2 separate regions of the Gossypium arboreum genome follow, and region 2 is linked to region 1. A link is a contact called in public Hi-C data. All regions are on one chromosome and are shown on one strand. The core of a region is the stretch at or near the end of the contact, and the rest is flanking DNA. Distances in the headings are between cores, read along the strand shown.

Evidence for each region. A called contact is a pair of places that touch in the nucleus more often than the background predicts.
Region 2: a contact with region 1 is called in a Hi-C map of leaf, with 4 times the contacts expected there. The contact joins the promoter of LOC128284313 here to the promoter of LOC128283697 in region 1. A contact is called at or near these places in 2 of 5 Hi-C or Micro-C datasets (both in leaf).

What each region holds. Positions count from the first base shown.
Region 1 is chr11:104,728,662-104,735,499 of ASM2569848v2, reverse strand. It overlaps LOC128283697, which reads left to right and starts at 3,574. Exons shown (of 2, transcript XM_053021087.1): 1 at 3,574-5,516. The coding sequence starts at 4,248. The coding sequence ends at 5,285. It overlaps LOC108473031 (peroxidase 44-like), which reads right to left and starts at 2,404. Exons shown (of 2, transcript XM_017774598.2): 1 at 2,173-2,404; 2 at 1,049-2,084. The coding sequence starts at 2,373. The coding sequence ends at 1,326.
Region 2 is chr11:105,256,856-105,263,693 of ASM2569848v2, reverse strand. It overlaps LOC128284313 (probable lysophospholipase BODYGUARD 5), which reads right to left and starts at 3,341. Exons shown (of 2, transcript XM_053022294.1): 1 at 3,169-3,341; 2 at 2,301-2,845. The coding sequence starts at 3,332. The coding sequence ends at 2,491. LOC108466021 (probable lysophospholipase BODYGUARD 4) reads right to left here and starts at 4,835. Exons shown (of 2, transcript XM_053021337.1): 1 at 4,304-4,835; 2 at 3,335-3,786. The coding sequence starts at 4,802. The coding sequence ends at 3,335.

The DNA of each region.
Region 1 (6,838 bases), core at 2,325-4,824:
AAATGGAAAAACATTTTATATATATTTTATATTTTCTAGATTTTTATATTTTTTTGTACGTTTTATCATTTTATCATTATTTATTATTTTATATTTTTTGTAATTTAATTTTACAATTTTCTATATTTTTTACAATTTTTATAACTTTTATGATTTATAACTTTTTATTATTTTCAATAATTTTAAAAAAATTATAAGTTTTATATTTTCATTAATTTTTATATTTTTTATAAAGAAAAATATCAATTTTTGTCATATGGTAGAATTGTAGCATGTGACAAACATAATCCCAAAAATAGAATTGTCAGATCTTAATGGTAAAAGTGCTTGGGTGTATTTTTACTATTCAAAAGTGCAATTAGATGTAAAAAAGGATTTAATTGATTTTTGGGAAAAATTCAAGGCCTTGTTTACCAGGTTTAAGAAATCATATTTCATATACTAATATTGGAATATTTTAACTTTTATAAATGGAGTTAAAAGAATTACGACTTAATATAATTTTAAATATTTATACTACATTTGATTAGCTTTGATGATAAAATTGCTAAATGTAAATTTTAAACATAGCATCTGTCCTGCTCATAAAATTTTAAACACTGAGCTAATAATCTAGGAAATAATTACCTATTGACCTTCATATTTCTAGGATTCTCATCTCACTTCCAAGCATGTGATGGTGCAATCAATTTCGGGAAAATGCTCATCCAAATCTCTCTATCAGTAATTTTCTAAGGATCAATTAGTAGACAAAAGAACTCACAGCTATAATTCTTAAAAAGTTTTTTTTTTTTTTTTCCTCTACATCATTAGTCTTCATGATTACAATGGAGTTACTGGTTCGTCCAATGAGAGGAGTTGATTGTCATAGTTTAATTGAAAAGGAAATTAAATGTTAAATTAGAGTCTAATGTTGAAATGGAGAGATGTTAGAGTATATAAAAAAATTAAACTAAAATTACTCCCAAAATAATATTTATAATTTTATAAAAATAATTAATGGGTTTTACAATAAACTATATTTTGGTGTAATAAGTAATGTGATGAGGATATGTAAGTAACTCAAACAATCAAAAAAATGAAATCAAAGTGTTACAATCTGTCCCAAAGAAAGGGAAGAAGAAAGTTGCAAGTAAATATGGGTATGGAAGGCTAAACACAAAACAAAACCCTTACAAAGGCAATGGATTTCAAACAGAATATTTCCAAGCTATGTATATGTTCATGTTACTCTTTTCTTGGAGCTCGGCTTATTTTTTAGTAAAACTAGCTTTAAGAAATCAAGCAACTTCGTCTTCGCTTTTTGTAAACACAATTTAAAAGGCTCAGATCCTTCGTCTGGGATTAAAAACCCTGCAATTTTTCCTAATTTCCCCAGCCTTTCCAACAAGAACTTGGATATTTCCCATCTTCACCATTGCCTGAGCAAACCTAGTTCTAAATAGAGTCGCATTTGCCGCAAAACCCGATACGATACGTCTCGACAATGGATCATTAGCTAACTCTTGATCGATCTTCATTACCCCTCTCTTCAACCCTATCTGCTTGAAGAACTGATTATCCACGGCGAATGGTGTGGCCTGGTCCAGAAATGCTGTAGGGTCAGGATTGGTACCACTGGCTGCACCACAAATGCTCCTTAGCTTTGCAGCCAGACCACGATCCATTGTAGGATCAGGTCTTGTAATCCTGTCCAAGAAGAAACTGCAATGCGCGACACCAACTGTATGTGCTCCCAAAAGGGTAACCATATCATCCATGCTCATGTTTTTAGCCCTGAAAGCTTGGAAAGCCTCTGAAACAGTCAATGTAGGGCCTGGCAACATCACTTCGTCAGGATCCGAGACCAGACTGTCCCGCCTCCCTGTTGGGACAAAATAAAAGGGTCCCCCCGACAGAAACACAGCATCTCGGGTCGCTAGTGTTATGATATCTGCACATGAAACTTTTGAAGGGCAAGTGGCTTCTAGAGCTTTCTTCGCTTCATCGATGAGCTCGAATCCACGCACCGTCAAGTTTGGCCCGGCATCTTTCTCCGATGAACTTTTGCTGTTAGAGTCTATGAGAATGGATGCGTCACAACCCTACAAAAACGTAGAACCTCATTATAACCAGTTTGTCATTTACAAAAAAGGGTTAATGCCATGGTGCTCCATTTCCTAGAAAGCTTACTCTAACGAAACAGTCATGGAAATGCATGCGAAGCAAGGCTGCAGTGATGGATTTATCACGGCTTAAACGTCGTCGGACAGCTGCTCGAACTATGGATTCGGCATTTGGACAACTTCTTCTGTAAAAACCAACCCTAAGGTTTGCCAAGGCAAGCGGAAGAATCAAAAGGAATAGAACAAATGTAACCTTCAATCTCATCATTTCTTTCTCTCGGTTTTTTCTTGAAGCTCTTTGGGGTATGAACAACACATTCCAGAATATGAATATATAGTTGGAGAGATTGTAGGCATGTGATTGGCCTCATAGAATGTATAGAAGTTGAAACGTGCAAAGGTCAATGTTTCCAGTATCCAACACGGTTTGAGAAGCAATCATATACATAAGCAGTTGTGTGTTCTATTTTATTATTTGATGCATCACGGTTTATAATTTTATTAGTTCTTTCACTTACATGTAAATTTCTAATTAAGCATACTGTTTTACTAAATAAATCCTTATTATATTCCAAAAAAACCATAGTTAAATTATGATAAATTAGCATCATATGTAACACAAAGAAGGGATTGGGATTGGGAAATTGTGTTTAATCAATAATTGACAAGTTAAATTACATAATTTGTAATCATTGGGAGACACGCAGTCACCAAGTCCAAAAATATAAATTAATATGTGAAATATTCATGACAAAGAAATTTAATCCACCAACGAATGTCAAGGAATCTGATTATATATAAAACAGATTTTATTTTTTTCTTTTTTCATTTTCTTTTATTTGAAAAAAACAAAACTACTTTTGTTTATAATTTTCTGGAATGAACAGGCTTGCACGTTTCAAGACTATTCAATGCATCCACCATAAAATAAAATAAAAGAAGTGGGCTAAATAATTAATGCTTAGTTGCACAACAAGGAAGGATAAATTTGGATAAAATGTTTTATTTATTTTAATGTTACTTTTATCATAAAATATTCCATGTATAAATATGTTGAGTTATCCATTAAGATAATTTTTTATTCGATCAACAACTTTTTTAAATTTGTTTAATGTCTTAGAATTTATATCTAAATTGTTCCCATTAACACTATTAATAAATTATAATATATTTTTAAATTTAAACATTATACTAATAATATTTTATTTTATTTACTGAAAAAGAAAGGTGAAAGTACAAACAAATTACTAAGAAATTGAAATAAAATAAATGACCGATTAATAAATTGACCATGTTTTTGGAGAAAAAATTGTGATTGATTTTATTATTTTAAAATTTATTGAATTATACTTATCCTTTATATTAAATATATTTTAATAATTTTATGTATTTAAATTTTAATATAATAAAATATTTTAAAAGATGAAAATTTTATATGTTCAAAAAATTAAAATGTCATTTTACCATTTATAGCTTTTGATAGAAAAATAATTGTTATGGTATATTAAAATGAACTTATAATTGTAAAAATAATAAGCAACTTTTCAGAATGGACTTATCGGAGAACCAAGGAAGCGGTGAAGGCGAACCAGCGAATCGATCAACAAAGAAAGTTCGAATGCGGGATATCGATGAAAATTGGGAAGTCGATATGGAAGCAACAATAGAAAATGGGAAAACTCTTTCATGGAAAGATCGATTGATGGGCTAAGGGCTCCATCCGATTGGGGACCCATCGAACGCGGAAGGACCAGAATAGGAGGATGACTTAAAGCTATCAAAGGACGATGTGGAGCGATCGACAATCAATGGCATTCCCTCAATAAAATTTTCTGATCGAATCAATCAAATCCTCATTAAGCACATGGAACTTACAGTTGTAATCAAATTGTTGGGGAGGAATATAGGATATACTGCTTTGCAGAATAAGGTCTATTCACTTTGCCAGAAAACAACCGTGGACTATGGAATTTAATCCTGCTCAACCGTACCCTAATATAGTTATGGCCTGGATTCGTCTTCCTGGGTTACCTGGGCACATGTACAAGCGAAAAATCTTGCGGGAAATCGGAGAAACAATAGGAAAAGTAGAAAAAATTAGATTTTAACACCGATAATGGAGTAAGAGGGAGATTTGCGAGAATGGCAGTATTTGTTAACCTAGGAAAGGCCTTGATTTCACAGGCACTTATTAATGGAGTTACACAACGATTAGAATACGAGCACCTTCCGATGGTTTGCTTCCAGTGTGGGCACTATGGTTACACAAAAGAAATTTGCCCTAAAGAAGAGATGGGATTGGAAGGAATAGGTGAGGATATCCCAGAAGATCAGACGAGACAAAGATATCCATTGGAGGAAAACAAAGCAGAAAACTCAAATAGAGAATTATATGGTCCATGGATGCTTGTTGAAAGGAAGGCAAAGAAAACTAGAAGAACAGGATGGAAACATGAGGGCGACGGCGCAACCAAAACAGCAAGAAACTCTAGATTCCAGGTTCTGGAAAATATAGATGATAGTGGGCTCCCTAAAGCTCGCGGCGAGGAAACCAGAATGGACTATGAACAAGGTAATACTGACCCTCTAAAGCCGGGCTCAGAAAAAGATGTTGGCTCATTTCAATCTGACCACTTTACACACCCTAATGATGGGCGAAAATCAGGAATACAAACTGCATACCCTTCTTGGCCCAGCAACAAAACAGAAGTGCGAATAGACAAAACTATTTTAGCACAAAGGCCTTTGATTTATGACAAAGCAGCAAACATAAGCAGCCCACCACAAAGCCTTGGCCACCACCAAACTTTCATAATACTGACAGAGCATGATGGGATTAAAAAAGGCCAAGCCAGCACTGGTAATAAATCTACTTGGCACTCCAAAGAATCTGCTACTGGGTCTCATGAAAGACAGATCAATAATACCAGACCAGGCCTAATAGAAGATGCAACTAGGGCTTTAAACAAGGAGGAAATAGACCTAACCAGCAAAGAAGTTAATAGCAAAGAAGTGAATTTCTTACGTAGGTTAAACTTGCTGGAAAAATCAAGACAGGAACTACCACCCAACATTAATACATCTTTCAATCTTGCTTCTACAGACCTCCAAAATAACTTTAGCATTTTAACTCCTGAAAAGGATGTTGGGGGGCTATCGAAGAAAGCTCTGCCCAGTTAAATTCGCAAACTTTTCAAGAAATTATGAAGCTACCAACAGCAAGTATTCTAGACGCTGATAAGCATTCAATAGTTCTCTTCCAAGAAAATAATCAACCCACAACCAAAGGAAATACCCAGAAAATCAAAACCAAAACAGGAGCCAATTAAGCAGTGGAATCAACAGTACGCGACAATGCAAAAACAGGGAATCCCCACAAAGGAAGAAACCTCAAAGTCAACAAAAAAAAAGGTAACCCCTTTAAAGTCTCCCCTTCAAAAATTTCAATCTCTGAATCTATCAGTAATATGGTTGAATTGTTGCAAACCCAAGTCCAGCAAGGGCTGGTAAATGAAATTCCTAGTGGAACATTAGGAAAAATAGGAGACAATGCAGAGAATAGGCAGTAATTAAGTAACCCGATATACGCATTTATTTAATTTTAATGAACTCTAGAATCTTGATTTTTTCCTAGAATTGTCAAGGGTGTACGAATGAGAAATTTTCTCGTACTTTTAAAGAGTATAATAGGGAACACAAGTCGGACATTGTTAGCTTATTAGAACCGAGAGTAAGTGGCCGCAAAGCTGACGAAGTAATTGTAAAATTAGGATTACAGTATTCACACAGAGTGGAAGCTAGAGGTTTTTCAAGGGGAATTTGTATTGGATAGAAATCCTCTATCAAACTTAAAATTTTCTAAAATCACCCCCAATTCATACATACACAAATATCTTATGGCTTCCCTACCCAAATAATCCTCATTGCTTTTGTTTAAGGAAGTCCTAATAAAACAAAGAGGAGCTTTTTATGGGACACCTTAAAAGAGACTATCCCTACAACCAATACTCCCTGGTTGGCGATTGGGGACTTTAACTCTATTCTATCCAAAAATGAAAAAAAAATGGACTTCTGTTAGGAAAAGGTGCCCCTTATTCGGAGAATTTATTGAAAACAATGATTTACAAGATTTAGGATTCCGAGGACTTTCCTTCACATGGCAAAGAAGAGGGATACTTGAACGAGTAGATCGAGCAATTGGTAACATTCCTTGGATCCGTACTCTTCAACAGTGCCTAGTCACACATCTAGTGAGAATCAAATCCGATCATCGACCCCTACTAGTGGATTTATGTCTGGATCTTAATTCAGCTAAAGGAAGACCTTTTCGGTTTCTAGTAGGATGGGTTCAACATCAAGATTTCTCCAATACAATCTCCAAACTATGGGAATATAAAGGAGACATGACTTACGCTCTAGGAAAGCTTTCTACAGGGCTAAAAGAGTGGAACAAAAAAACTATGGGCACATTGGAACCCGAAAATTAGAAATATTGCAAAAGCTAAGCAAAATTCAACATGCACTAGAGAAGACAAATTCAACATCTTTGATACAAAAAGAGATGGAATTAAGAGAAGAGTTGGAAGAAGTTCTCAACCATGAAAAGCTACTCTGGAAACAAAAATCAAGGTGTGAATGGCTCAAGCAAGGAGACAGGAACACAAATTTTTTCCATGGTCGAGCACTTTATAGACGGAAGATCAACTGCATCAATGCCTTATGAAATGCAGCTG
Region 2 (6,838 bases), core at 2,092-4,591, 530 kb before region 1:
TGGGCCTTGAGCCCATTTATTGATATTTTTAAATGGTTAAATGCTCGTCAGCCCTTCATTTTTTTTTCTTTCTTTCTCAGGCAGCCAACAACCCTCTTGGTTATTACTCTTCTTCCTCTTCTTTTCCTTTCCATTTTCCCCATTTTTCTTTTAAATTTTCCATTACCAGCCTTAAGATTTTTTTAAAATCTTCGTTTAAAGAACCTCTTAAGCTCTATTCCCCCATCCATTTAATCATTCTCAACCTAGAATTTATAGAGTTTTGACAAGTGAAATTGAAACTAGAGTGGGAAAGCTGAGTAGGTGTGAGAAAAGGGTTGTTTAAAGTAAGGTTAGTAGAACATGGAACAAGAAGCAAACCGAAATTAACATCTGAATAAAAGAAAAGAAAAATACAAGTTTGAACTATAAAAACACATCTAAAAGAAAAAATAGAATAGTAGTAAGCTCCTACGAAGACATCATCTTTGAGCCACTAAAGCACCAACTAAAGCTTCTTTAGAAAGCCAAGAAACATGCCAAAAAATATCAATGGAAAGAAGACACCATCTTTGAGCCACCAAGCACCAACTAAAGTTGCCTTAGAAAGCCAAGAAACATGCCAAGAAAAATCAATGGAAAGAAACACCAAGAACACTGGGGGAACACAGACCAACAAACACCAAAAAAAAAATAATGTAAAAAGGCTCCTTAAAGGTGCCAAAATTAAATGCACAAACTTCTAACCAGCAAAGAAAAAACTTCGCAACCTCGAAAAGATTGATCAATACCAACTATCGCGGCCCCATCCATTGTATCAATTGCCGCGAGAAAACCTGAAATGATAAACCATAAACTCCCTCAAAACATACAAATCCAAGGCACTTTCTCCCTAATCCCCATTGAACCCTCCATTCAAGAAAAACTATTTCATTTTTCAATCCCATGGCCACAACAATTCTCATACAAATTATACAAATAAAAAACACAAAAGCTACATGGAAAAAAAAAAAAAAAACAGCCCAAGCTCCAAATACAAGAGAAATCAAGCGTAAAATTTCACAGATGTCTTTGTCATCCCTCTCAATGATCCGCATTAACACAAAAATCACCTCCTCATCTGACCAACAAGCTATGAAACCAAAAGGTTTATCAAGCTCCAAAGTCTATTCCGCTTCAGCTCTCAGTACTTTCCTTCGAACATTTTCGATGCCTTCGTCCAACAGCGATTCCTCGGCATCAATCTATGATCGCATCACTTCCACTTATTGTTTTCCATTTCAACACTCGATGTTCTTCCTCAATTCGTAATTATCCTATCCTTCTTCGCAGATCGCTTCAACACTTTTCATCTAAACTCTCAAGAATTTTGATAACCTGTCGAGTTCTCTCAGACCTGCTCAGAGATAAGACCCATTCAAAGCAACACAACACCAAGGATCATTACCCTACTCGGAGACATTAAACATCAATAATTCGCACACCTGCATATCTTGCTACAAAGCCTTTTGATTCTTGTTCACCTATATCCTTTTGAATGTGGTATTCTTGTTCTCCAATGCATCCATTAAGCGTACTAGCTTGAATCCAACTTCTGTAACAAAACTCCAACAAATCTTACTCTGCACAGGTCTTCAACATGTCGGTTTATAGCTCACTTCAGATCTAAAGAGGGAGAATTGTTATACTAGCTTGAACAAGTTTGGCTGACTTAGGCTAAAGCCCAAAGAAACATGTGGCTCATAAGGCCCAAGCTTTATTAAGCATTAGCTAGCAACTAAAGAACATGCCACATAAAGAGAAAAGTAGCTTTCGGCTTCCAACATACCCTATCAAAAAGGACCCTGACACTGCCCAAGCCACAAGGAACAAAATGGCCATATTCCAGACACATCAACATGCAAGGGGTAAACCAAAGCTTATGTATAATACCGAGTATCTTCTTCCTCTCTTCATCTTCTTCACTTTATTCCGTGACTCTGTAAACTTATCTCCTTACTTTCCTCCAGTATGATACACACATGCTGATTTAAGCATTGGGGAGCATCTTAGTGCCAAAATTTTGAGAGCCCCTGGCTTACATATACTTTATAGGAAGCCTAGTTATCAACCTGAGAATCTAGCCTTCAGCCCAATTCTTTACCCAAAAAGACGCAAAAAAGAAAGATCATTTTCTATTTATATTGAAAGACTGGTTGTAGTAAAATAAAAATGTATAAAGATAATATTATTTTTCATTTTTCCCCCTTCAAACTATTGCTATTATTATAAAATTTCTTCAACAAAGAGACCACAACATGAGATTGAGGAGGAACTTCAAATGAACTTTAAGTTTGATGGATACCATGTTATAAAGATAGTAACATGAAGTAGTTCAATTAAGCTTTACATTTTTTTGTGAAAACCATGTTTTATTTCTATAAATAAGTTCCCCTTGAGGGCTTCTTGAAAATAAATATTTTATTCACCCTCAGTATGGGCATGATGGTGGTGGTGAGATGCAGTATTTTCTTATTCACCCTCGGTATGGGCATTATGGTGGTGGTGAGATGCAGTATTTTCCCAGATATGGAACAAATTGTGAGCAAAATCAGTCTCTCTGGTGAGGATGATAGAGCCGTGGCCAGCATTTGGGATGTTGTGAAGCTCCACATCAGGGAATTTGGTCTTGATGTTGTGCCTAAAATCTGGTGGAATGGTTTTGTCCCTGCTGCCCACAATAACATGCACTCTTTTCTTTAATTTCATCAATGTTTCCAGGTTTTTATCCATTTCTTTTACTCCTCTGTATAGCACGTTATGTGTAGTATGCCACCCTGAATGATGGATATGCTTTGTCAAGTCCATAACCAGAAAGTTCACATCCCTGAATACTCACCAAATAAGACATCCGTTGTAATACGAAAAAATAATACCAATATCATATGATTGTTAAAACATTTTTAAGATTATATATTCTTTTTTAATATATTAAAATCATTTTTGAAAATATTTTATTTAATATAAGATTAAAATTATAAAATAAAGAATTTCAAAAATCAAGATTTATAATTAAGAAAAAATGAATATATTTTGTAATTAATTTTACTAATACATTAAATAATTTTATAATATAAATTCAATTGTTAATTTTCATCCATCGATTATTATTGTTTAATGAAAGACATGGTTAAAATTGATTTTGACTACCTTGATGAGGTGAGGCGTTTAATAAGTGCTTCCCAAAACCTATGATTTCGGCACACTAATAAGCAGACACATCGACTCAAGTGTTCATACCACACCATTATCGACCAAATAAAGGCCGTCGGCGGCCACAATCTTTTAGGTGTTAGCCATTTCATTGCCCTCATTTCTACTCCTTCCTTTGATGGAAAGTATGGCTGAAACCATTCAATTTTAATATTAAAAAAAAGGCATTGATAAATTTAAAAAAAATTTGAAACAATATATATATACTTACAGGGGCAACAAGGGTGATAGATTTGAGGGAAGTGGAGTGCTTTGCAGCTAAGGCTAATCCAATAATACAGCCCATCGAGTGAGCAACCACATGAAATGAACTTAACTTATATTCAGAGACTAATGATTTCTCAATCCATTCCACGTGCTCTTTTAATGTGTATAAACTGTCTCTTGGCTTTGGACTTTTTCCATGTCCCAAAATATCTACTGCATACATCTGGTACTCTTTTATCTTCTTTGATTCTGACAGCTTTGGAAAAAGTGTTTTTGTCCAAAACGATGAAGAACTTAGTATCCCATGTATGAATATCACGTTTTCAGTTCGATTTGGATTTCCAATGGCTGTCAAAATTAAAACAAAAGTAGTTGTTAATTTTTAAAATTGTTGATGGGAGATTGTTTTCTTCGGAAGAAATCTTGAAAATGTAGCTTTATGGGATATTGACTCATCCCTTAATAATAGAAGATATTGTCTTTCATAATTTGTCAAGAGTTAATGGACTATGAGCAACTGTCTTTCATAGACCCAAGAGTGCTTCAATCACACATGACTTTACAACCTATTAACCTATTTCCATAGGTTAAGGGTTTAAACCCCACCAAGGATAAGATGCTCACGATACTTATTAGTGGGTGACTGTATGTTTATGTACGGTTGAGGTGTCCCCTTTATGAATTGTATACGTCTCTCCGTATGTGAGGAAGAGAGGATGAAATCCTCCTTCGGAGGACAATACCTTCTATTATTGAGGGATTAAGTCGGCATATTTAAAAATAATATGTTAAAAGACTTCTTCACGAGGAACCAATCCCTCTTAAAAAATCAATCAAACTAAAGCAACATGAATCAATTACAAACCTTGTGAAGAAGCCTTGTTCACCTCAACATGAAGCTTGGGATCATCCGTCTTCATCCAAGAGATGCAAGAATCACACCCACAATCAGACCACCTATTTCCAACCCTATAAAAATCACCATTTTTGCGATTCTTCGAACTATTTATAGCTTCAAAGCCTTTGCTTTTGTTCAACAAATCTTCCACAAATCGAAGTAAAACAACCAATTCCTTCAATTTCTTTCTTTTCCCGTATTGCAAAGTCTCTGATATCTCATTATCATCAGACAATTGGCCATTGATATCAATCTTTTTGGTTGTGCAGTAACATGGAGAGGCCTTCCCTTCAAATAACAAGTCAAGATGTTTGTATATGACACAGAAAACAGAATCAAGAAAATCAAGATATGAAAACACCACAAAGTTGGGAACTGAGAGGAGGTGTTTGGCACATTTTCTTCTCCATTTTACTAGGAAAGTTGAATCAGACATGGAAAGGAAACTGGTGATTTGATTCAGCATCTATTTGGTTTGAAGACTTTAGCTTGGATTTAAGGACCTATATATATATATATATATATATATATATATATATATATATATGTTGTAGAATGGAGCAATCATGGAAGAGAATGTGAACAAGGAATTTATATGATGAAAGCAAAATATAAAAAGATAAAAATGTAATATGTTTAACACATGATGGATAATAAATTTGAAGGTTAACGTAGTTCATACAATTAACTAAAAAATGCAAATAATAGGTTTAAAGCCCTAACTTGAATTATTGCTTCTGGGTGTTTGGTTGGATTAATTAATAATCCCATCCAATTTCCATTAATGGAACAATCTGAAATTATAAAAATATTAGGGTTAATTAAACTAAACCCAATTTTGTTATGAACAAATTAATGAAACTGAAATAATTTTATCATTTCATTTAATCCAATAAAACTAACATTTCAATTTATTTTTTTATAAAATAAACCAAAATCTAAAAGCAAAAATAATAAAAACGTTAATAACTTTTGGGTACAAAATTGAAACATGCTAAAAGTTTAAATCAATTAAAATGAAAATATAAAAACTAAAAACATTGTAAATTAATGATATCTTGGTGTAATTGGTAAAGGTTGAAGCCTTTTTGTAATTGTTATGTATGCAGTTGTATATTTGTATGGTTTAGGGGTTAAAATGTAACTTTATTATATATTAATTTAAAATTTTTAAAATTATAAAAGAATTAAAAGTGAAAATTTCCATTTTAGGGGGACTAGGACACTTGCCAACCCCCTTGCGTCTGCCCTATATGTATAAGTTTCATTTCTACTATATGTGCATACCATATGTGAGTTTCATTTGTGCATTATACTAGTTTGAATTGAATTTTAAGTTATAATTGATCAAATATATATTTGTACATGTATTGTACTTATATTTTTACCAATAAAATTTTCAATAAAAATTTGATAAGATAAAATATAATCTATAATCGAAACAACATTTAACTAGCAAATTCTAGTTTATATAGGTAATTTGATTAATTTTGCTTAACCAAGCTGGATTTTTCTAAAAATATCTATTCAGTTAATTTTGTTATAAAATAAAGAGAGACAGAGAGAATAAATAACAAAGAAAATATGAAAGTAATAAAGAATGTACTTTATTGATCAAAGGGATGATTTACAATGTTTCATCAGAGTCTCTATTTATAGGCATAAGAAGTATAAAAGAAGTAGATATCTAATTCTAATAACTATTAGAATTTAAAGTACATCAAAACTTTATCTTGATCATGATAGACATCCACTTAATAAGATATTCATAACACTCCCCCTTAGATATAATTGGTAGATAATGTGCCTCGTTAAAACCTTATTAGGAAAAAACCTGTGGGATAAAAAACCTAATGAAGAAAAAAGAGTATACAATCTTCTATTACAAGCTGCCTCATTAAAAACCTTTACCAGAAAAATCCAATGGGATAAAATCTTGGTTAAAGGAAAAGAGTACAAATTGTTTTAAGACTCCCCCTGATGGCAACATTACTTTACATATTTGAGTCGACGCATTCCAATCTTGTGTAGTAGTTTCAAATGTTGAAGTTGGCAATGCCTTAATAAAAAGATCTGCTAAATTATCACTAGAACGAATTTTTTGAACATTTATGTCACCTCTTTTCTCAAGATCATTGGTGAATAATAATTTTGGTGAAATATGTTTCGTTTTATCACCTTTGATGTAACCACCATTAAATTGAGCTATACATGTTGCATTATTTTCATATAAGATTGTTGACATCTTTTTCTGTAAAGGCAAATTACATATCTTTTGGATATGTTGGGTCAATAACCTTAGCCAAACACACTCTCGACTTGCCTCATGCATTGCAATTAGCGACAAGTAATGTTTGCTTTGTTGACACCATGATATGGCAGTACCTCCACATGTAAATAAATATCCTGTTTGAGATCAACCTTTATGTGGATCTAATAAGTATCTAGCATCAGCATAGTCAACTAATAGGGATTTTCAATCATTTGAATAAAACAACCATA